Regions from separate parts of the Oncorhynchus mykiss genome. Here region 1 is linked to region 2. A link is a contact called in public Hi-C data. All regions are on one chromosome and are shown on one strand. Each heading gives the region's core, a stretch centred on a gene start, on an enhancer-like site or on the middle of the called end of the contact. The rest is flanking DNA. Distances are from core to core; before and after follow the strand shown.

Region 1 (4,605 bases), core at 1,775-4,274, 240 kb after region 2:
TCCTCTCCTTGTCTCTCTTCCTTCCCCTCTTTTTTGAGGCCCTTGGGGATTTTACTGGTCTTAAGAATAGGTTTTTAAAAAACATGGTTTCCACCAATGCTCTCACTTTTCCAACCATGTCAGGTCAATAAACACCTCAAATCGAAGTTTATTCGTCACGTGCACAGGATACAGCGGGTGTAAATGATACAGTGAAATTCTTACTTGCTGCTCTTCCTCAACAGTGCAGAATAATGTAAAGTAGCACAGTAAATCAATATACGCATCTGCCCTCTCGATTAAAAATCTTCTCTTTACCTTGCCTCATATTTACAGCCTTCTCCCTGCTTTCCTTCTTGTCCGTCCTGTCCTGTAATACCTCACTCTCTCTCCTATTTCTAGACTCTTCCCAGCCCAACCCATCTCCTACTTCCTTTCTTCTCCTAAACTCTTTACGTGTTATACTCCTCCATTACACTGGGCTATTATTCTGTGCTGTTCTCTATCCTCTTGTACTGAGCTACCTTGTGTTGTGTGCTGTACTTCAGTACCCTGAGGTGTTAATGTACTGAACACTGCGGTGCTGCCGTGTACTGAGTTGTGTTGGCTGTCACTGTCCTGCTGTGTTGAATTCCACTGTGTAGTGTTCCAGTACAGTGACTCTGCTATGGTCCAGGAAAGACATCTTGTGTTGGTCCTTGACCCTGGGTCTGCTTCAGCACCTCAGAGGAGGGATACATGAGTAGGTCTGTCTGTCCTCATGGGGAGAGTGATGCCAGTTGGAGTGATGACGTGACATGCAAGTAGCTATAGTAAATCATGGCTTTCATTCTGCCATTTTCTGAGGTCAAATGCTCTCAAAACAAATGTTTAAGGGATAAAAAAAATGCAGGCTGAAAAGACAAAGAGATTCGTTTGTTGATTATGACTGCCATGTATTCTCTGTGTGCGCCTGTGGGTGTCATGAGTTGTGTGTGTGTGTGCGTGTCTGCATGTTTGTGTGAGTGACTCACGCAGGTGCACTGGCAGCCTGGCAGGCTCGTCCTCCATTCGGCTGGCTGGCCTGGCCGTGGGAGCATGGACGGGGGAGGAAGTGGAGTTTGGCAGGGGGCTCACGGAGGAAGGACTGAATGAGCGCCTCTCCTTCTATGAATAGATACACAGAGACACAAAGCATGCCTTAGTTACAAACCTCCCGAAAACCATCCTTAAACCCAAACAGCCTGAGAATCACTACACCGAGAAACTATAACACCATTTACACATTCTTTATCTGGTACCCACACATAGCCAATCTTTTTATTCATAAAATCGTATTTGACTTATTTGGTGAAAGATGCTGGTGTGTTTGCATGGTCAATGCAGACAGTCACTAAACAGGAGGTTGAACTTACTGGTATTTGTGCACATTTACTTATACAAAATGTAACCTGTCAATCTGACAATGTATGCATGTTCTGTTGTGTACCATGGTCTTCTAACATCATTCATTTGCCTCTTTCTACTCTGCACCTTCTATGGAACATCAACAGTGCTGCTGAATGTGATGTTTATAGGCTCTCCGTTTGCCAACAGCAGCATCTTATAACATGGATTGGTGATTAATTTAACCAGTCAATCTAAAATGGCTAGTTTCTATTAGCCTACTGTATTAGGAACTCACTGTGGCATATGTAGCATGACCGCCCTACTCTTCAAGAATATTTCATGTATTTTGGTAGCCTATAGCCAACAATAATATACTATATCAAGTCTTACCTTTAGAAGATTTTGCATGTGTACAGCCCAGATTTGACAAGGTTATGTAAGGTCAAAAAGGGGTTCAGGTACAGATAGGGCCGAGAGGGGGCAAGAGAGTGAGTTTGTGTGCGAGTGTGTGTGTGTGTGTTTAGGGGCATACATATAGCCTTCAATAACTCTGCTACTTTTCTCTGCAAAACAATATCATTCCAAAATATATTTAGGCCTACTCTCCTAGGGTTGCATCCCAACAATCCCAAATAGTTTCCTTGTCACCTGAAATTTGAAGAGCCATCTTTAGACTGTTACTGTAATGTAATAACATGATAACCACCATGCATTTATGCACTGCAACTGTTTTACATATTTTAGGCCTACACATTTCAGGTTTACATATACAAAATATATTGTATAGAAAATGAATTACCTGTGTATACGATATATAAGGATAGTCACATTTCTGGTGGTTTTCAAACAAGCCATATGGCGCGTTCAAAACAACTGGGAACTCTGAAATATCCGACTTATGACTTCAGTGCGTTCATGACAACTAGCAACACAGAAAAAAACGAGCTCCGACTGGGAAAAATCGTTTGGGGCATCTTTCTATAGCTCCGACTTTCCGACCTCAAGATCACTGACGTCATGATTTGACCTCGTTTTTTCCCGAGTTCTCAGTTGTCTTCAAAGCACCAATAGCCTATGAAAACGAACGTCGTGACGAAAACGTTTATCTCAGGTGTGCTGTGAAGTCGGTAAACTTATAGCGCAGCATGGATGGACTTACCAGGCGCTGCTGTAGTATACAACAGAGCGGCGAAACGTTCCCCTCAGCAACAGATGATTACCAACACACACGATGCAGTTGTCAACAACACGACTGCGTCAAGCGCATCTCACCCCGGGGTCCTAGAACTTGATTCTGCATTATAAAATCAACAAATACCTTGGTTATGATCTGCGATGACGATTCTGACATGTCTCGCTAAATTCAGGAAGTTCTCCTCTTCCCACTTTCCTTTTCTCGTTCTCCTCTTTGAAATAAACCAGAAAAAAACACCCACACCCGACTCCCTGACTTGGGGATGGTTACAGGGCCACGTAATAAATATGTTTAGGGTTTGTTATCGATCCATTACATAACCATGTTTGTCATAAACGCATGAAAGTTCTTTGTTTTCTGTTGGTGCTGTGCTCTACATTTCGGCGACGCGTTGGTTAATTCTCTTCCTGGAAGACGGGTGTAAAAGGCAGACATCTCCGTGGTGCTGCTCATTGACTTGGATGTGTAAACGGCGAAATGACGTGAATTCTCAGTATTGAGCCCAGCCCACTTGCTACAGAGGGTTTGACTGCAGCCTGGTAAAAAAGGCGTTCCTTGCGTATAATTATCTTATTGGTTTCCTGAGTTTCGTAAGCGTTTCTTATTGGGGAGAAAGATCTCCAAATGGTTCATTGCTAGAAAGAGACGCCTACGAAATCCACGGAGCCAATTAAATAATTATATTCAAGAAACACACTTTAGTCTAGCCTGCAGCCAGACTCTCTTCTGCAGCCACTTCTTTCTTAAAGGGGTACCCCATATCGGGATATTGCCTATGATGTTTACACGCGGAGGGCTGAGTGTCTGCGTGTTTTCGCTCCACCCTTGTATTTGAGCGATGAACTAAGGTCACTAATTAGTAAGCTGGTTGTCTAGGGCCCCTGGGGTTTCAAGAGGTCCCTGTGGGACCTCCAAAATGTGCATATTTTAATAAAACTCTCATAACAATATTTTCCCTCTATAGCATTTGTCAATTATACTATGCATGTAGGCCCCTCAAACTCAACTCAGGACCTCGAAGCCAGTTCCATGCCATTTGTTTGAGGGGGCGCTTTAGACCTGGGACTTAATTAATAGGTAGAACAGAAAACCAGCAGGCTCCGGACCTCGTATCCGGACCTCGTAGGGTAAGAGCTGAGTACTCCTGATGTAGGATATAAGCCTATTATCAGCAAATTATCCCTACTCTCCCTATGTGTACTTTTGCATGAAGCCCAATGGTACACTTACAACATAGCCTCTGCTGTCTCTGGCCTATCCCACCTCTGCCACCAATGTAATATGAGAGAGTTTCAATCTTGCTGTACAGCCGTGAGTGTAACTCCCTGGCATATGGTAACGGCAGCACAATCACCAGTGGAGGCTGCTGAGGGGAGGACGGCTCATAATAATGTCTGGAATGTTGACCATGGAAACCACGTGTTTGGTAGCATTCCATTGACTCCATTCCAGATATTATTATGAGTCATCCTTCCCTCAGCAACCTCAACTGGCACTCACTATAAACAATTATGCACAAATGTAAGGATGGAAATTGCAACAAATTCATGGAAATATATTGATAGTTACATGTTAAAAAATTCTGATCACCTAAAGTGATTTGACTGACATGAATTTTCCCTAGGCTTAGAGTTTGGATGGGATGCATCTGACATCTACTGGGCATAGTTGGCATTTTTTACAGTAGACAGGCGATAGTAGACCTCCATATTTACAATCCAATGATAAAGATTCCAGGCCTATTTATATAAATACTATAACACATTGGCTAGTGTCAAGATCTTGCTAATTATTTTGTGCAATATGAACGCTTTATTGCATTGCAGAAGAAGGAATGATCAGTAAGGTTATACTAAGTTTCGTTTTCGATTCACTCACCAGCTTCCTTCTCAACACATCATTTCCTCGTCTGAGTCCCGAACCATATGGAAAGAATATAACTGTGTATAACGGGTTGAAGAAATGACGGAATCGACAATAACTAAACTTATTTGTGCTAATCGTGGATCAATGAACGTCGATGAATTAGATGCAATTTTTTACAGTGACTTGCAAGTCTCGGT
Region 2 (4,955 bases), core at 318-2,817:
TAAGCTAGCTACATCAAGTCAACGGGGACAGAAACAATAAAACACTAACTTTATTGACGTTACTCAAACTGTGGAGCTAGTAACATCACGCTACTGTTGACTAACTACTATAACACCAAGGAGCTAGCTACAGTTGAGACATTAGATAGTCACGACTGTCTCGCAAAAGCAGCTGGTAGCTAGCTAGTTGCCTAAGCGAACGCAACGCTTTTAACGAGTTTCGACCTGGATATAAGAGCTGATTACATTATAATATTTGAGTACCTGTTCCTTGCGTCCCAAATTGATTGTAATTTATCAGTTTAAGTTTAAACGAGGCTTATTAGCATTTAACGTTCACTACAAACTATCACCATACTGTCGTTTTCTGTTTGTGTTCGGCGCCATGACAGCATGTCCTCTTCTTCGATGGGGTTTAATTGCGGTTGGCAACCAATACATTTTGCATTACTGCCACCTACTAGACTGGAATACTCCCCTATACTTTGCTTATTAAAAAATTAACAAACAACACTCACAAAAAAGTAAAAGCACGCTACTCCAGTATTTAAATCTATTTAGTTCTTCCTCAGGCCAACAACCTGAAAGGATTGGACACCACCACTTAACACACCCCGTAACTCGCCTGATGTCAAGTCTCGCACACCCAAATACCTCTCAGCAGCTGCCACCACAACCTACATCTTCTGCGACTTACGTTCCATCCCTGCAGTACAGTTGATAACCATTGCTATAAATGCTAAAAATCTAAATCGTACTGAAAAATGTGTAACTTGTTGGCCTATCCTCCTGTACTGGTACAGATCTGCTACTCACACCACTTCTCTCAGGATCTGTCCCCCTTGACCCATCTTCCTATACTTTCTTTACTGCCTCAGCATATGACAACTTTTCCACAGGACACTTCTGATCCACAGCCCCATGGGCACCCTTACAATTAACACATACCACTACTTTCCCCAATGCTACACATTCCTTTGACTCATCTGTAACATAATGCATTTGTCACAAAAGCCAGTACAGGATAACGTATATACCCTAACATCACTGTCGGGCAGACTCAAAATCAGAACTCAAAAGAACCGACAATGACGCTTCTATTTAAACCACTCACGACACCCTGTCTGTCGCACCAAACGACGAGCGTCACAAACATTGGGAATCTTCCCGTTCAGCGGGTCAACCTTTTACTGCTACTCCAGTAATTACTCCTTTCAATGGCACCCATTTCTTGAGAGCAAAACAATTTACATTTCTTGGCCCCATTCCTTTTAACGCGGAGCGCCTTCTCCCTCTGACCAGCAGAAACAAACGAAGACCACGTCTGGTTACCTTCAAAGATTCCACAGCACCCAGCTCTGTTTTCACCCACCCTGAAACCACAAATGGATCAGCGAAAAGGCACGGGTCCCCTTTTTCCAAAACGTCCACTCCTACTGTCAGACATCTTTATCCCGGTGTCCACATTTCTCGGGCTGGTTGAATTGGAGGGGGCGATGCCAGATCAATAGCAAAGGCGGTAGTTGAGTTTCTTGGGAAGTGTAACCTTAAAAAAGAGAATCTTCAGGGTATTGGCACTGATAATGCGTCCGTGATGACTGGGGTGCACAAGATTTTAAAGGAAAAATGTGCATTGCCCAATTTGGTACTCATCTGCTGTGTGTGCCAGTGTTCACAATTGGCTGTCTGTGCAGAATACAAAGAAACCATCCCTAGGAGTGTTGAGTACTTAATCAGGGAAACCTACAACTGGTTTTCGATTTCCACAAAACGGCGTGAGGCGTTAATTGTGGCCAGAAACCCCTGCAGATCACCAAAGTGTGTGCCACACGTTGGCTATCGATTGAGCCTGCGGTAACTCATATATTGAGCCAGTGGGAAGAACTGAAACTCCACTTTGAGTTGACCAATGCCAGTGAGCGTTGCTACATGGCTGATGTGCTCCACGCCATGTACATGGACAAGACCAACTATGTCTACCTGATATTCTTTAAATCAATCCTGTCCGACGTACAAGTTGCAGTGAAGTCATTTGAGGGTGAGCAAACAGATCCTGTCAAGCTTTTGGACAATCTGGTACACCTTTTAACATCAATTTGCAGCAAAGTAGTCAACCCTATGGCAAAAATGGATGTCCTGAAGGATGCCATACCTTCGGTACCTTTTCTAGCGCATGGTGTACCAACTCAGTCTTGCGCCAGAGGACAAAAAGGTCATTCGGAGACAGTGCATCAACTACATTGTTGCTTTAAGCAAGGAGCTGCAAGCAAGGCTCCCAGACAACCTAGAAGTCTTGCGAAACATGGCCTTGTTCAGTGTTAAGGAAACACTAAAGCACAATAAAGGCACCACTGAAATTATTAAAGTAGCTGGGCTACTGGGATACCAGCCCCAAACAATTGATCAAATTGTTTCCAATGGAGAAACATCCATCTGTTTAGGTGGGACTCAACTGAAAATACAGTCGAGTTTTGAAGTGAAGTCAATAACTACAACTGACTCTTCCGTGTCAAATCCATTTGAAGAACTGTGCAAAGCTGCACTCACTGTCCTCTCCTTACCACACTCAAATGCGGAGGTTGAACGGCTGTTCAGCCAAACGAGTGTGGTCAAATCAAAGTTAAGAAATAGAATGTCACTTCACACTCTCAGCTCCATACTCCTGGTGCGGTATGGACTGAAGCTGGCTGGTGATACCTGTTACCAGCATAAACTACCAGGTGAAGTTCTGCAGCAGTTTGGCACCACAGCAGCGTACAGATTAAAGGCCACTCCATCCTCTACTGCTGGTTCCAGCTCCCTGACAATGCAGGTGGACAGTGAAGATGAAGAGGATTGCCAATCTATGATTCATCGTATTTACAGTACGTACGCAAGGAGTGGACTTTCTGGAACTGGCAGAGACACACAACTGATGGTGGTAGTGTGTACTGCAGTGTGTGTGAGAACAGTGGCAATATCTGGAGGAGACCATTGAGCAGCTAGCCAGCCAAGCACCACAACAACCTGGAGAGAGCTGAAGAGAGTTGCCTAGCACATACCTCATTATTTGTTCAATGAGATAGCATATATACCTTGGTATTAGCCTGTACCTATAAATGTTGATCAGTTAGGTAACATGTTAACTAACTACCAATACACTGCTTAAAACTTTAATTGTTCAGAATGTGTAGGTTCACTAGTTAAAAAGATAATAAATACAATTTAATTGTTCAATAATTCAATGTGTTGTGTTTAAAAAAAAAAATGTGATCATATAAAATGTGTTGTGTTTATATTACTTTTCCAAATAAAAATATATGATAATAAATAAACAAATCTAAACTAACAAATGTGAAATCATGTTTTTCGCCGAGATGGCCAGTCAATTTGAGTAACGTTATTGTGTATTCTGTGTAATGACGCAGTTTTACGTTACTACGTCGCAATGACATCCCAACGTCATTTAGCAACTTTTAGCAACAAATCGACCTGCCTCTAGCAACTTTCACTGAAAGTTAGTTGGCAACACTGTACCGAACGTGCACGCAGTTAATGTCACTTGCCAATGCATAGAGTAATGTGTTTCAATAAACCTAGTTTGTAATTATTTTAGAAAAAGCAAATGTATTTTCTATAACTAGCTAACAACAATGTTGTCGCAGACATTAATTTAATCTTTCACCTCTGGTTTACAAGGTAAAATTAGTTTTATACTGGATATTCTGTTTTCTCTTGTCAATAGTTATTGATCCAAGCATGCCTTGACTATGAAAATTGTATATTCTGAATCAGCATGGATGGATAGAAAAATGTTTGTGGATTTTTCTCCATACATCTCTTTCTCTCATATATATATATATATATATATATATATATATATATATATATATATATATATATATATATATATATATATATATATATATATATTATATTATATTATTTTAAAAATACAGTATATCATTATCATAGTCATGGCCCACCGTGTAAGAGCTATTGATGATTGAAAAACGAATATCTAATATCAAACTACTTTTACCTCGGTCTGGTTTACCACGTGATTTGAAAAACAGAACGACCTCTCGTTGCTAGGCTGTAAGTAGCTATTTTAGGAACTATTTTCATGCAATGGATCAAACTGAACAGCAAGAAGAGGACTATGGATATAACCTATTCCCGGAGAGGAATTCGGGAAAGTTCCAAAAGGGATCGATAGCAGAAAGCTTGTTCACTTTCAATCACAAATGTCAGGTCATGCTACAATTCGCAATGGAAACAAGTAAGCTAACAGGCTAGCAAGCTGATATGTCTGTCATCCTCAAATAAATCGCATGGCAATAGTTAGCTAGATGACCGTGTAACCATTGATGCCATGTTTACATTTGTCATATACGTCATAGCCATGTTTCTAGCAAGCTTAGCTAGCCAACTAGCTAGCAATCGTTGAATAGTAAAGAGACTGTCATGAGTAAGCCAGTTAGCTATAAGCTAGTTGTTGAATGACCTGATTGCTGTCATGGTGCATAACCGATTAGGCCTAATCTCATTCTATCTCCCTTTCAGGTCCATATGCAAAGCTTCTCCTTGGAGCCATGAAAAGCTCAGGATGGTAAGTGTCAGCCAGCCACTAGCATCATCAATCACAACTCAACAAGGCTGTCAGCTGCCATAATTCTTCTTCTTCCTCCTATTAGTTACCAGCAGACTAGACACTGTAATGCGTATTGCTGCCTTTCTCAGGCTGGAGAGTGAAAAACACACTTCATTATATAAATAGCCTAGGTGCAAGCAGATGGAATGAAGAAACCACAACAGCTTCCTTTCTATTTTGCTCCGCCTGTCATTTGAGCCCAAAATAGTTACAAGCGAAAATGTGGTTACACCCAATTTAGTCAGCTCACAGAAAAATATCCTCCTATTCTCAGCATACTGTCTGCTATAACAGAACATGCGTCACAGTAGTACAGTCTCTA

The links. Hi-C and Micro-C count contacts between places; a contact is called where the count stands out from the background.
Region 1: a Hi-C map of blood shows a contact between it and region 2, with 8 times the contacts expected there. The contact joins the promoter of LOC110490404 here to the promoter of LOC110490395 in region 2. A contact is called at or near these places in 2 of 3 Hi-C or Micro-C datasets (blood and liver).

The regions. Positions count from the first base shown.
Region 1 is chr15:57,734,318-57,738,922 of USDA_OmykA_1.1, forward strand. LOC110490404 (transcription factor ETV6) reads right to left here and starts at 3,025. Exons shown (of 8, transcript XM_036944777.1): 1 at 2,507-3,025; 2 at 993-1,125. The coding sequence starts at 1,029. It overlaps LOC110490403 (protein mono-ADP-ribosyltransferase PARP12), which reads left to right and starts at 4,222. Exons shown (of 13, transcript XM_021563782.2): 1 at 4,222-4,605. The coding sequence starts at 4,505.
Region 2 is chr15:57,492,572-57,497,526 of USDA_OmykA_1.1, forward strand. It overlaps LOC110490395 (RNA polymerase II-associated protein 3), which reads right to left and starts at 1,568. Exons shown (of 17, transcript XM_036944762.1): 1 at 1,333-1,568. It also overlaps LOC110490398.